Linked DNA regions of Ovis aries: region 1 is linked to region 2. Evidence: chromatin contacts called from public Hi-C data. All regions are on one chromosome and are shown on one strand. Each heading gives the region's core, a stretch centred on a gene start, on an enhancer-like site or on the middle of the called end of the contact. The rest is flanking DNA. Distances are from core to core; before and after follow the strand shown.

The links. Hi-C and Micro-C count contacts between places; a contact is called where the count stands out from the background.
Region 1: a Hi-C map of tail adipose tissue shows a contact between it and region 2, with 2.3 times the contacts expected there. The contact joins the promoter of PSMA4 here to the promoter of SKIC8 in region 2. A contact is called at or near these places in 2 of 16 Hi-C or Micro-C datasets (both in tail adipose tissue).

What each region holds. Positions count from the first base shown.
Region 1 is chr18:28,730,625-28,737,660 of ARS-UI_Ramb_v3.0, forward strand. PSMA4 (proteasome 20S subunit alpha 4) reads left to right here and starts at 3,822. Exons shown (of 9, transcript XM_004017819.6): 1 at 3,822-3,912; 2 at 5,887-5,913; 3 at 6,142-6,184; 4 at 6,426-6,588. The coding sequence starts at 5,911. It overlaps HYKK (hydroxylysine kinase), which reads left to right. Exons shown (of 7, transcript XM_060401709.1): 7 at 1-863.
Region 2 is chr18:28,514,807-28,522,251 of ARS-UI_Ramb_v3.0, forward strand. It overlaps SKIC8 (SKI8 subunit of superkiller complex), which reads right to left and starts at 2,750. Exons shown (of 11, transcript XM_060401695.1): 1 at 2,508-2,750.

The DNA.
Region 1 (7,036 bases), core at 2,572-5,071, 220 kb after region 2:
CCTCTCCCCCTGCCCTGAAGGCAGGAGTGAGGCTGAAAGTTCCAGTCCTCTAGTCACTTGGTTCGTTCCGTTCATAACCAGCCCCCATCCTTCTTGACTCACCTCGTTAGCATAAATTCAGATGTAGCTGAAAGCTACATAAAATATATGTATGTTTTATATATTTTATGTTATATCACAGTACTTTACATACATTATCTCACTTAATCTCCACTATAAACCCAGGAGAGAAGTACTCTTATGATTAATTCCCATTTTCAGATGAGGAAATAGATGCTTAAAAAGTTGAAGGAGTTTGCTCCAAGAGAACCAGGTACCCACACCACTTCCTCTCTCTCCCTGCCTTTCCTCCCTGGGGCTCACCTAACACACACCCTGTGTTAGGACAATCAAATAAGTTGGTTCACAGAAAAATACTTACAGTTCTCAAATTTAAGGGGTTGTGATTTTTATCTGGCTTGACCATTCAGGAAACTGGGGACTAGAAAAATGAACTAAAACTTGTATTTCACTCCCAGAGCACTATTCATTTTCTTACACTGTGAAACTCTTAGGTTGCTGAGAGTTCAAGATTTCCTACTTGTTTGGTCCTCCTGTTAACATGGGTTCTCTTTCCCTGAATTATGAACACAAATAATGCTGACCACCCTTTCAATTAAATACGTGCTGCCTTGCATTGCTATTTTACTATTTGGTGTTTGCTGCAGCTTATCTCCAGTCAATCAGTTCAATGTGGCTTATAAACTCTTTGGTGGCATAAACGCAATAATATTTATTTCATTATCTCCAGAATCAAGTTCCCTGCCCAGCCCCTAGCACACCCTTAATAAAGGTCTGTCTGATGAACTGTTAGAATGAACGCACATCTACAGGTGCCAGTCTTTGGTTCTTTCCACCAATGAGGAGCAAATCCAGTTCTAGGTTTGGGAATTAATACCATTTGTCCAGCAAAGACTCTACTCTTGCAAGTATCTTTTCCTGTCCAGGCTTTTAGCCCCTCTCGACTGCAACAGAGCTTTAGTTTCTGGTCTTGTTATCCAACCTACATCCTTCATATTAAGGTTTCCTGGTTGGCTCAGACAGTAAAGAATCTGCCTGCAATGCAAGAGACCTGGGTTCGATTCTTGGGTCGGGAAGATCTCCTGGAGAAGAGAATGTCTACCCACTCCAGTCTTCTTGCCTGGAGAATTCCGTGGACAGAAGAGCCTGGAGGGCTACATCCTTCATATTAGGGCAGATAAAAACTCTAGTTACATATATTGCTGTGTGGCAATTTAACCAAAAACTTAGTGGCTTAAAAGCTCAGTAATTTTTTTTATCTTATGGTATCTTCAGGTCATGAATTCAGACAGGCACTAGAACAGCTTGTCTCTGCTCCACGATGTCTGAGGCCTTCGCTGGGAAAACCTGAATGCTGGGGGAGGTTTCATGGCTGAGGGAGATTCAGTGACAGGACTAAAATCATCTGGAGGAATCCTCACTCACAAATCCAGCGTGCGGGACACGCTGGAACCTCATCTGGGCTGTTGGTGGAACATCTCTCCGTTTCGTCTCTGCTCCCTTACAGCATGGTGCTGGGGTTCCAAGAAACACCTGCCCAAGAGAACAAGACAGGAATATATTTTTTATGACCTGCCTTTGAAAGTCATATGATATTACTTCCACTGAAGTCACAAATCCACCCAGATTCAGGGCAAGGGGACACAGAGCCTCTCAGTGGGAAGCATCCTTGCCACATTGTAGGAGGAACATGTGGGACGGGAGATCATGAGGCTTCATCATCCTAAAACATCAATTTAATCCTCTTTCCCACTACCTACAGAGAAAAAATTCTGTCACTGAAAATGTTCTAAATTTGGCCTAAAATACCTTTCCTCTTTTCCTGTTTATTGACTTCTTCACTCTGGCCAGACAGAACTACTCTGTCAGCAACTTGTTAAACTCATTTTTACTTCTGCTCTTTTATCTCAATGGCTCCCTCTTCTTTTGACCTAATAAATTCTACTTCTCACTTAAAACTCTTAATGCTTAATTCTGCAGGATGAACTAAGGTGGCAGGGATCCTCAGAGATCCCAAAGGTTACACTGCCACCTAAGGATGCTTTCAGAACACCATCTGTCTGGATGTGGCTCTTGCCATCTTGCCTTGGCTCTCCTTCCTACGTGCCTGGGAAGCAGAAATGAATGGAGAGACCTCAAACCACAGCTCATTCCCAAGCTACCTCCTTTTCAAAGCCCAGAATTCTGCATAATAAATTTTTGACCAACATGAAAAGGACAAAGTCCCTACCCTGAGGACCTTTTCTTGGAAGAGACTGTGAGCAAATGACTACAAGTTAATTCAGACCTAGTCAATCGTCTCCCTTGAAGAAACTTAAAACATGAATAGTAGATAGTTTACATAGGGACTGAAGCCATATTTTAAAAAGTGGTGGAATAGAGAGATGGATAATGAGGACGCAAATAAACATAGTTTCTGTATAGAAGATAACAGGTATGTATGGTGATGGTAGGGTATTGCTTTAACTAGATTGGTCAGAGGAATCCTTTCTAATGACATCAAAGGCAGAGGAGGATACTAAGGTGAAAGTTCTCCCAAAGATGTAAACCTCATGATAATTTGCTTTATATGTATAAAAACACATGTATTAGCAATGAAAGTGGAAGGTATATTCAAAAAGGGAGATAATAAGAGGGAGGGTGAAGGGTAAGATCTGAGGTGCTTGGGCCTGTTTTGAGAACAGGGCAGGAAAAGCAAGCAGTTAATAGGCGGTCCCACACCATTGCCACCAGGGAAGGCAAAGTGAAAGTGTTAAGTTGCTTAGTCACTTTGTCCGACTCTCTGCCACCCCACAGGCTATAGCCACCAAGTTCCTCCGTCCAGGGAATTCTCCAGGCAAGAATACTGGGGTGGGTTCATATTCCCTTCTCCAGGGGATCTTCCCAACCCAGGGATTGAACCCAGGTCTCCCACATTGCATTGCAGGAAGATTCTTTACCATCTGAGAAGAAAAGTTATGACCCACGTAGACAGCATATTAAAAAAGAGACATTACTTTGCCAACAAAGGTCTGTCTAGTCAAAGCTATGGTTTTTCCAGTAGTCATTTATGGATGTGAGAGTTGGACTATAAAGTTGAGCACTGAAGAATTGATAATTTTGAACTGTGGTGTTGGAGAAGCCTCTTGAGAGTTCCTTGGACAGCAAGGGATCCAACCAGTCCATCCTAAAGGAAATCAGTTCTGAATATCCATTGGAAGGACTGATGCTGAAGCTGAAACTCCAATAATTTGGCTACCTGATGCGAAGAACTGACTCATTGGAAAAGATCTGATGCTGGGAAAGACTGAAGGCGGGAGGAAAAGGCGATGACAGAGAATGAGATGGTTGGATGGCATCACCAATTCAAGAGACATGAGTTTGAGTAAGCTCTTGGAGTTGGTGGTGGACAGGGAAGCCTGGCGGGCTGCAGTCCATGGGGGCGTAGAGTCGGACACGACTGAGCGACTGATCTGACCGAACTGAACATCATTGCTCTCCTGAGGTATGACTTAGGGCTGAACAGAAAGTGAAAGTGAAAATAGAGCGCAAAGCGTGGGAAAGGGTCATGAGCCAAAATTCCACTTCTCCCTGGCCAGGGTCTTCCCGCCCTCCTCTTCATGTTCTAGTTCCCCTTCGTTGGGCTGAGATCCCTGCCAGTGCCTTCGTACCCCAATTCCCCATAGCCCATGAGGGCAACAGACTGTCGCTCCGCCCCCCCAGAAGAACTTCCGCGTCCTCGGCTGCCCCACCCCCGGCGGTTCTGCGCACGCGCGGGAGCCATATTAGCAGCGGATTCTCGGGCACTGTCGTGTCTCTCCCGCGGAGAAAGGTGCTCGGTGTTAGTCTCCACTCTTCAGCGTCTTCCCTCCGGTGAGCCTTTACCCACTGCGCACCCTCGGAAGCTTGGCCGCTCTCCCTGCAGGCCGGAGCCGTGAGCGTCGCGGCAGAGCGGGTCCCGGCCTGCAGCGGCCGCCGAGGAACCGTGGGCACGATGACTCTGCACCGGCTCGTCAGTGACGGACTCGCCGGGGAATTGGCTCCGGCCGGCCTCCATCGGGCTTCCCTGCGCTGAGCGGGCATCGCGGGGCCGGGGACGCTGGGGCGGCGGGGCGGGCGCGGGCCGGGTGGGCAGGACAGAGTGCTGCCTCGGTCCCACGAAGAGTTCGGACGCGAAAGTGAACCTGAGGGAGAGGAGGTGCGGGTGACTCGCCTCGGGCGGTTGACCGGCGTGGAGATGAGAAAGTTGTGTTCTCGCGCGAATCAAGCTCGGCGGGTCTCCTCTCTGTGCCCTCCTGGCTCTCTGCTCAGGGCCACACTTACCTTTCAGCTGTGTGTTGCAGTACACTCATAACTGACTATTCTTCCCCAGTCTTCACCAGCCAGAGCGATCTTTCGAAAATGCCAGTCAGCTTCTGTGGCTCTCTGGCCCAGCATCATTCCTTGGAGCCCCATTGCTTAAGAGATAAAATTCACAGTTTTTACCTGAGCATGCGGGCCTTCGGGGCCTGATCCCTGCTTATCTTCCCATTCTTAATTCTCAGTATTCCGGGATTTGGGAAAATTGGCTCTGGAAGCCGAAGTTTGGCTTTTCCACCAAGTCACGCTGAGCCCCAATGTTGTCTTCTGCAGAAATAGTAGTAATGCCCAAGATTACTGTCCCGCTTCTCCCTTTCATGGTTCAGGACCCCGGTATCATCCTCTGGAGAAAGCCTGAGCCTCTTAGCTTGGCATTCAAAGCTCTACATGACCTAGATACTTGTTTAGTTCTTTAGTTTTTTCATATATCTATATATTTTTAAAAATTTTTAATTGGAGGATAATTGCTGAACAATGTTGTGTTGGTTTCTGCTGAACAAGTTGTGAATCAGCCATAAGTATACATATACCCCTCGCTCTTGAGCCCTTCCTCCCAGCCGCTCCCATCCCACCTTTCTAGGCTGACGCAGAGCACTAGGCTGAGCTCCCTGTGCCATACAGCAGCTTCCCACTAGTTCCCTGTTTTACGCATGATGGTGTGTGTATTTCGCTGCTACTGTCAATTCGTCCCAGCCTCTTCCTCCTGCCCCGCACTGTGCCCACAAGTCCTTTCTCTACATCTCTGTCTATCCCTGCTCTGCAAATAGGTTCATCTGTACCATTTTCCTAGATTCCTGCATATGTGTTAATATACAATATTTGTTTTTCACTTTGTGACTCACTTCACTCTGTATGACAGGCTCTATCTAGATTCCTCCACCTGGGTTCAACTGACTTCAGTTAGTTCCTTACTATGACCGACTAATATTTCATTGTGCCTATGAATACAGCTTCTTTACTCATTCATCTATAGATGGACATCTAGTTTGCTTCCATGTCATATATTTTTTTTTAACTTCAGCCACTTGTCTTACCCGTTTGAGTGATCCTGCCTCAGTGCCCTTTGTCCATGCTTTCTCCTCTGCCTGGAATGCCTTTTCCTCCTTTCTTCCCCTAGTCTTCCTCTTAGACCGGAGTGTTCTCAGCCTTATTTCTGCCTTTCTGCCTCTAATATGGGCTCATATTCTGTATTTGTTTCACGAAAACTACTTTCTGGATTTTCTCCAACCTGTTCCCACTCTACCCTTAGTGCCTCTGTTTCCACACTGCTTTATAACTGTCCTTCTGTGTCTGCTTCCCTCACTGTAAACTCTTTGGGAAAGGGGTTGGTCTTACCTGTCTTGGTATTTCAGCATTTAGCATAGTGCCTGGGTGCACCACAATGTTGGCTGAATGAAGAGAGTGGACAAAACAGATTTTTTTCAAGTCAAGAAATGCTTTTTAAATTGTAAGTTTCATTTTAATAATTACCTTATTTTCTTTTTACAGGAATTATCATAAACCTAAGAAAACATGGTGAGTTAATACACATGCCAATAAACGGTTGCCTGATAAATAGAATTGCTTGTACTCATCTTAACAACTTGCATGAGAAAACTGAAATGGAATGATATCTTCTTATCAGTTTCCTCCCACTCTCTGAATTTTGCATGCCAAGATGTGTTCTGTAAAATGATTTGTGGGTTTGCAGGGGTTGACTTATTTTTAGTGGGTAGAAATCACTTGTATGTTTTTCCTTTGCAGTCTCGAAGATATGACTCCAGGACCACTATATTTTCTCCAGAAGGTAAAATATAAATTGTTTGATCTGTCTCAAATAAAACTAAATATTTTTAACTGTTAAGCTGTTCATCCTTTTTGTACTTTGAGGTTGTTATGGTCACTAGGTTAATTGTGTGCTTCATAGGACTATTAGTAAAAGTGGGACAGTTGTCTGTAGCTCTCTAGTGTTGTTGCTGATTGCTCTTGAACCAGTGGTGCAAGAACAAGGAGGAGAGTCTTGGTTTCTTGCTGCTTGTGTTTTGTAGGTCGCTTGTACCAAGTTGAATATGCCATGGAAGCTATTGGACACGCAGGCACCTGTTTGGGAATTTTAGCAAACGATGGTGTTCTGCTTGCAGCAGAGAGACGCAACATCCACAAGCTTCTTGATGAAGTCTTTTTTTCCGAAAAAATTTATAAACTAAATGAGTAAGTGCAATCTCAGGGAAGAGAGTTGAAAACATCTCATCATATTTTGGGAGGGCTGTGTACCATGACACGTTACAATTGAACAGTTGGTTGTGTTTTTACTTCCGAAAATTCCTGGTTTTAACTTAGTTGCTTGAAACCTCCTTGAGGCCCACGACCATAAATGCAGGGCCAGGTACTCAGTGGAGAAACGTTGTATAGTGATGAGAGTACAGGCATGGTGGTCACTCAGCCTTGGGTTAAATCTAGGTTCCACCAATACAAGCTGTGACTTCCATACCTGTTGTTTAACTTCTCTGGGCCTCCAGTAGAGCCTACTGGAGTGATCGTGGCAATTCAGTGACATAAAATGAATGAGTGAAATAAGCTAGCACAGTGTTAGGAATATAGGAGGACCTCGAGGTATTGTTTAGAATGGTTACAAGGAATTAGTTTTAATTATACTGAA
Region 2 (7,445 bases), core at 1,500-3,999:
ATAAGAGTCAGCAGGAGTGTAAACGAGGGTGTGAGCTAGAGGGAGATTACATGTCTCCCCAAAGCTATAATAAGGCTTCTTAACTTTTGTGTGTGTGCTACAGAATCCTCCCCCCCCCAACCCCAGGTAGCTTTGTAAAGCCTATAAATCCCTTTTCAGGATGTTTTAAAATACATACAATACATAGGATTAGAAAGGAAACCAAGTATAGTCCATTCTCGTTATTCCAGGCAGTTAAGTTCCATAAAGTCAGTGAATACTGAGTTAGTGAACACTGATCCACTCTTCCTGGGAGAGACACTATATTAGGTTCCTGCAAGATTCTGGTAAATATGGGACAACTGATCAATAAGTAACTTTATTTTCTGCGTGTTTCTGTTTAAAGACACCCTATTTTACATTGGCGATTCATTAATATTGAACTCACAGCTAACAGCGACATAATTCATGCTTATATGAAGTTTATCCACAGATGTGTTTTCTCCATAAGACACATCACAGTCTTCCTGGACTTAGGAACACTAAGAGAGCCTTACTACTGTGCTTGGAGGGCTATTTTAAACAGGGAAGTCACCAATAAAACCCAAAACTACAAAAATCCTAACACTAACAGACTGAAAAAAAGACACTTGTTTACAGCATGATAACTGAAACAAGAAAGCAGAGTGCTTCCTTGTTCAACTGCAGCTAAGAATGTGCGTCAGTTGACTCAAAATTTTCACCACCTCGCACACGTCCAAAATCACAAAGTGCTGCAAACGATGATTTGAGGGCTACAAATTTTAGAATGTAGATGAATTTGGAAATACAGAGCCTGAGAATAGTAAGGATCAACCGTATACAGAAATAAAATTTTACCAAATACAAAAATTAGATTTTGTGATAGCATATGTGAGTCTTTATTTACACATTATATAACAAGATTTAGCAGCAAATCTAACAACTACCATAATTTCAAAGTTATGATGAACTTATACAATATCCTAAGATACGAAAATACATGTGATTTCTATTGGTGACAAAGTCACCCTGTTAATACTTGGTTTGCTGACTACATTTATAATTGAAGGAAATGCTAAATTTCAGTTAGAAGTCTGAGAACACAAGGATGCAATTTTTTTTCTCATGCAAGTTCATGGCCCCCTCAATTCTATCCATGGACAGAGGAGACTATACATCTAAGGCATCCATGTTCAGGTTACTTGCTTCAAATTTGCAAACTCAAAAAGACTACTGTGAAGGTTTTCCAAGGATAACAGAAAAAACAATTTCTAAATAACCTTGCCAGTGAAGATCTCAGTCAAGGCGGTAGTGCTTAATTCATTTGTGACCCAAGAACAGTGTCTTGGCAAGGGTAGGAAAGAAAGGCAGGAGGTCAAGCCAGTTTCGCTGGAGTAAACAGTATACAAACTCTCTTGGGCACCAACCTTCTGCCCTTCCAAATCCTGCCTCACATCCCTGCAACAGAAACAATTCCCTGCAACAAGGAGAAACAAGAGTAGCAAGGTCTGCAAGAAGTCAACTTCCAAGAAGCCAGGCTCCTCAAGATAGAGGTGTGCTTCTATCAATGAATGTATGTTTGATGATGTACCATGAGTCAGGGTACCATGATGTACCCTGTTTTACATATCACATGTAGGTTAGCTCACTGAACCCTCTCACCTCATTTAATAGATATTCTTATTATAATCTTTACGTTCCTCATAAAGAAAGTGAGACTTCAAGAGAGGTTAAGGAGCCTCCCCCAAGGTTAGTCTCACAGAAGAAGGTGGATACAAGCTTATAGTATAGGTTACACTACCTTGTGGCTCAGTTGGTAAAGAATCCGCCTGTAATTTGGGAGACCTGGGTTCGATCCCTGGGTTGGGAAGATCCCCTGGAGAAGGAAAAGGCTACCCACTCCAGTATTCTGGCCTGGAGAATTCCATGGACTGTATAGGCCATGGGGTTGCAAAGAGTCGGACACGACTGGGCGACTTTCACTTCCACACTGCCTTTTACATCAGTTTCTTATCTTACAATAATTTCAGCGTTAAGAGGACCCCAAAAGCCCCTTGTGTCACCTTCCTTCTTTAGAGAACTCTCCTCTCATTTCCCAAGCAGAATTCATTGCTTCCTCAATGTTTCCAAAGAATACTACACATGCCTCTATTAAAGTACTCAAGGAGGTCAGTTCAGTTCAGTTCAGTCGCTCAGTCGTGTCCGACTCTTTGCGACCTCATGAATTGCAGCACGCCAGGCCTCCCTGTCCATCACCATCTCCCGGAGTTCACTCAGACTCACGTCCATCGAGTCGGTGATGCCATCCAGCCAGTAACCCGCAATACTACATGGTACTTGAAGTAAAGATAACTCAGCCTGTGCCTGCACCTGTCCAGCTCGCTACCGAAAAAGACAGCGTGGCCTACCACTGGAAAACTTCGGTTAAGACAGTTCTCGACACTGAGACCAGCCCTAACCTCGAGGCTGCACAGACCATCCTCAGGATGCAAGATGAGGCCACCTACCCTCTCCCCTCAGGCCCCACACACCGAGGCAGCCAGAGTAAATGGAGTCACGGAAGCCACCATCCTCAGGCCCTGCGGCGTGGGGCATTCCTGAGCAAACCCTCCTAGAGATAGTCTCGGGCCCACTGTCGCTCACTCGCCCTCCACCTGGACCGTTATAGGCACCTACGAGTGCCACCCCCAACCGCTTTGCGGACCAACTCACCGCCTCACTGCCCGGCTGCACTGCCCCGCGGCTCCTCTGACGCCAGGTTCCGCGCGACCGCGACGCGGGGTGATTAGCTCACGAAGAGGCGGGACATCTCGCCGGTCCCCAAGGCGCAGGCGCACACCGCAGCGCAGGCTGCCTCAATGCGCGCCGGGAGGGGAGGAGGATGGGCGTGGGGAAGGGGAAGAGACCACGCCCCGGTCACCTTGGTTTCCCCCGGGGCGGGGCCACTGAGAACCGGCTTGCGGATGGGTTCCAATTTCTTTATTTGTACTTTGAGATAGACTAAACTTGATGACCACAAGAGTTCTATTGCTTCAAAACTTTTTCAGTGACATAGAGCTTTATATTTCAACTGTAAGGTCACAACCGGTTGTTGTTCAGTCGCTCAGTCGTGTCTGATTCTTTGCGACCCCATGGACAGCAGCACGCCAGGTTTCCCTGTCCTCCCACTATCTCCCAGTTTGCTCAGACTCATGTCCATTGAGTTTGTGATGCCATCCAATCATCTCATCCTGTCGTCCCCTTCTCCTGCCTTCAGTCTTTCCCAGCATCAGGGTCTTTTCCAATGAGTCAGCTCTTCCCATCAGGTAGCCAAAGTATTGGAGCTTCAGCTTCAGCATCAGTCCTTCCAATGAATATTCAGGGTTGATTTCCTTTAGGATTGACTGGTTTGATCCCCTTGCTGTCCAAGGGACTCTCAAGAATCAACTGTCAACTGTCAACACCACAGTTCAAAAGTATCAGTTCTTTGGTGCTCAGCCTTCTTTATGGTCCAACTCTCACATCCATACATGACTACTGGAAAAACCATAGCTTTGACTAGACGGGCTTTCTTTGTGGCTCAGCTGGTAACGAATCTGCCTGCAATGCAGGAGACCTGATCCCTGGGTTGGGAAGATCCCCTGGAGAAGGGAAAGGCTACCAACTCCAGTATTCTGGCCTGGAGAATTCCATGGACTCTATAAAACATTGGGTCGCAAAGAGTTGGACAGGACCAAGCGACTTTCACTTTCACTCCACTTGACTAGACACACCTTTGTCGGCAAAGTAATGTCTTTGCTTTTTTTTTTTTTTTGTCTTTGCTTTTTAATAGGCTAAGTTTATCACAGCTTTTCTTCCAAGGAGCAAGAATCTTTTAATTTCATGGCTGCAGTCAGGGCCCGTGGTGATTATGGACACAGCCGGTTAGGTTACTGTGATGCATATCAGTTTAGAAGCTCATGACCAGCATTTTAAAAGGAGATGGAAGGGTGAAGGCACTGCACCCCATCCTTGAAAAGCTGCCCGGCCCCTCCTGGCTGCTGTTCACTGTCTCAATCTCTCTGGGCAGTAGGGAGTGGAAGTTCTGGGTGGTGGGGGGCGCGCCCTGAAGGTTTAAGCTTTCTTTCAGCTTATCATGAGAGAGAGATCACAGTCTTTCCTGATTAAAACTGGTTTAGAAGTCCAAAAAGAGTCTAGAAGAAGGGGATGATGGTAAAGTATGGTCACAGTGAATGTAAACCCTTGAAATATCCATGTACCCTTACCCTACCCCGCCCACCCTCGAAAGTTAATTTCCCAGCATCTAGTTTATTAAAACATCTTGAGTTCTATGATGATTTCAGAAAACTGTTAGACCATACAACTCTTGTCCATACAACTGGATAAAATCTTTGAGGGCCGTATGAGGAGATTTTATGGCCCAGAAATTTGCTAAATACACTCACAAGGCTCCCAGTGCCTGTTCTCTGGTCCTCAGGAATTCCTTCAGTGATAGCTCTGTCAATGGGAACTTCACCCAGCCCCAGTGGATCCCCTACATGTCACACAAGTTTAGAAAATTTGGGTCAAAATGAGCAGGCTTCAGCTGTTAACCTTGAATTGTCAAAACTCTTACATGGCCCCTGTTAAAAGTCACATTATCCCTGTAACCATTCTGGATATACTTGACCAGAGTGCATTTGTCCCTGAAGCTAAAGAAGAGTGTACAAATTATACCCTCAGGCCAGGAAGCGTGTCTTCAAACTGGAGGCAGTTCCCATCATATTGACCTAAGCGCTGACTGGACCACAGCATTCAGGGAAATTCCACAGGACCCAACAAACAGAAATTGACACTGCAATGGCCAGGATCCAGGTTACTAGAGTGTGGAAAGGGCCTAACATCAGTCCCCAATGCAGTGGCTTTTAACAGCGAAATGAGGAGTGATCTGCTGTCTTCCTGTACAACTGGTTGCCAGTTTTGACCAATCTTGGTTTTTGTCCCTTTAATTTTATTGGCAGAGTTTCTGGGTTTCTCTGGGTTTTGAAAATAGACTGATTATTATATGACTTCTCCTTAACCAGGGCAATTGGGTCATCTTTATTTCCTTTTAGCTTATATAAGAAATATTTTTGAACACTCCTACTTTAAGAATGGTGAAATTTTGTCCAGAAAAGTCCTTACAACTATGTAATTAAGTGAATTTTAATTTGTGTGATTTGGGATTATGTGTTTCTTTTCTTTTTTCTGTGCATTAACTTTAAATATTCCATCTGTAGATTATTCTGAGAGCACACTGATCACTTTCATGCCTTTTATCTGTTGTCAGAACGCTAGGGCTTTCACCTTTTTGTGCCTTCTTCCAAATCCACTACTGTTAATTTCCAATTGAAGCAAATAGTTTGGGGATTAGTTTAATTTTTGTCAGCCATTATAGTTGTTCTGAATAAAAATTTAATTACCATCTCTCAAAAAGAAATACAATAGGTTATAGGAGATATAAGAGTGTATCATGCATTTAAAGATGTCATGCTTTATAAAAAAACTTGTTTCACATAGACAGGTAATGGATCACAAAGGAAAATGCTTTTCCTGCTGTGAGTTATGACCGTGAAGTTTGAAATTCATTGCTCTCTAAAGACTTTCCAACTCTATAATTCTATAGTTATGATAGAAACTCTATCATTCATTCAAAAAGGATGTATTGTGCACCTCCTTTTACCCGTAGAACACTGCTACAGCCTGAGGCACATGACATCATTGGCCTTAGTATCAGGACTGTGGGGCTTCCTGGGTGGCTCAGCAGTAAAGAATCCGCCCGCAAGACAGGAGATGAGGGTTCAGTCCCTGGGTTGGGAAGATGCCGTGGAGAAGGAAATGACAACCCACTCCAGTATTCTTGCCTGGGAAATCCCATGGAGAAAGGAACTTGGCAGGCTACAGTTCACTGGGTTGCAAAGAAAGTCAGCCATAACGTAGTGACTAAACAACAACAAAAACATCTGGACTGTGAAGCAAGGATAGCTGACCTTTTTAAACTATTTGTTTTTAATTGGACGATAATTGTTTTATGATGTTGTGCTGGTTTCTGCCATACAACAACATGGATCAGCTATTTGTTGTTGTTCAGTTGCTAAGTCGTGTCTGACTCTTTACGACTCCATGGACTGCCATGCCAGGCTCTTCTGTTCTCCACTATCTCCGGAGTTTGCTCAAATTCATGTCCATTGAGTTGGTGATGCTATCTAACCATCTCATCTTCTGCTGCCCCTTTCTCCTTTTACCTTCAATCCTTCCCAGCATCAGGATCTTTCCCAATGAGTCAGTTCTTTACATCAGGTGGCCAAAGTATTCAAGCTCCAGCTTCAGCGTCAGACCTTCCAGTGAATATTCAGGGTTTATTTCCTCTAAGATCAACTTGTTTGATCTCTTTGCAGTCTAACGGACTCTCAAGAGTCTTCTCCAGCACAATTTGAAAGCATCAGTTCTTTGGTACTCAGCCTTCTTTATGGTCCAACTCTCACATCTGTACATGACTACTTGAAAAACCATAGCTTGGACTATACGGACCTTTGTGGCAAAGTGGCTCTGCTTTTTAATACTGTGTCTAGGTTTATCATAGCTCTCCTTCCAAGGAGCAAGCATCTTTTAATTTCGGGGCTGCAGTCACAATCCACATTGATTTTGAAGCCCAAGAAAACCTGTCACTGCTTCCACTTTTTCCCCTTCTATTTGCCATGAACTGACGAGGCCAAATGCCATGATCTTAGTTTTTTGAATGTTGAGTTTCAAGCCAGCTTTTTCACTGTCCTCTTTCACCCTCATCGAGGTTCTTTAGTTCCTTTTTACTTTCTACCATTAGCGTGGTATCATCTGCATGTCTGTTGAATATCATCTGCATATCATAAGCTGTTGATATTTCTCCCAGCAATCTTGATTCCAGCCTGTGATTCCCTCAGCCCAGCACTTCACCGGGAAAGCCTGGCATGCTGCAGTCCATGGGGTCAGAAAGAGTCAGACACGACTGAGCGACTGAGCTGACTGACTCTGCATATAAGTTAAATAAGCAGAGTGACAATATACAACCTTATTGTATTCCTTTCCCAATTTGGAACCAATCAGTTATTCCATGTCTGGTTCTAACTATTGCTTTTGACTCCCCTACAGGTTTCTCAGGAAACAGATAAGATGGTCTGTTACTCCTATCTTTTAAGAATTTTCCACAGTTTGTTGTGATCCACACAGTCAAAGGCTTTAGTGTAGTCAATGAAGCAGATGTCTTTCTGGAATTCTCTTGTTTTCTCTGTGATCCAACAAATGTTGGTAATTTGATCTCTGGTTTCTCTACCCTTTCTAAACCCAGCTTGTACATCTGGAAATTCTTGGTTGCTAAAGCTTAGCTTGAAAGATTTTGAAGATAACCTCGCTAGTATGCGACATGAGCACAATTGTACAGTAGTTTGAACATTCTTTGGCATTGCTCTTCT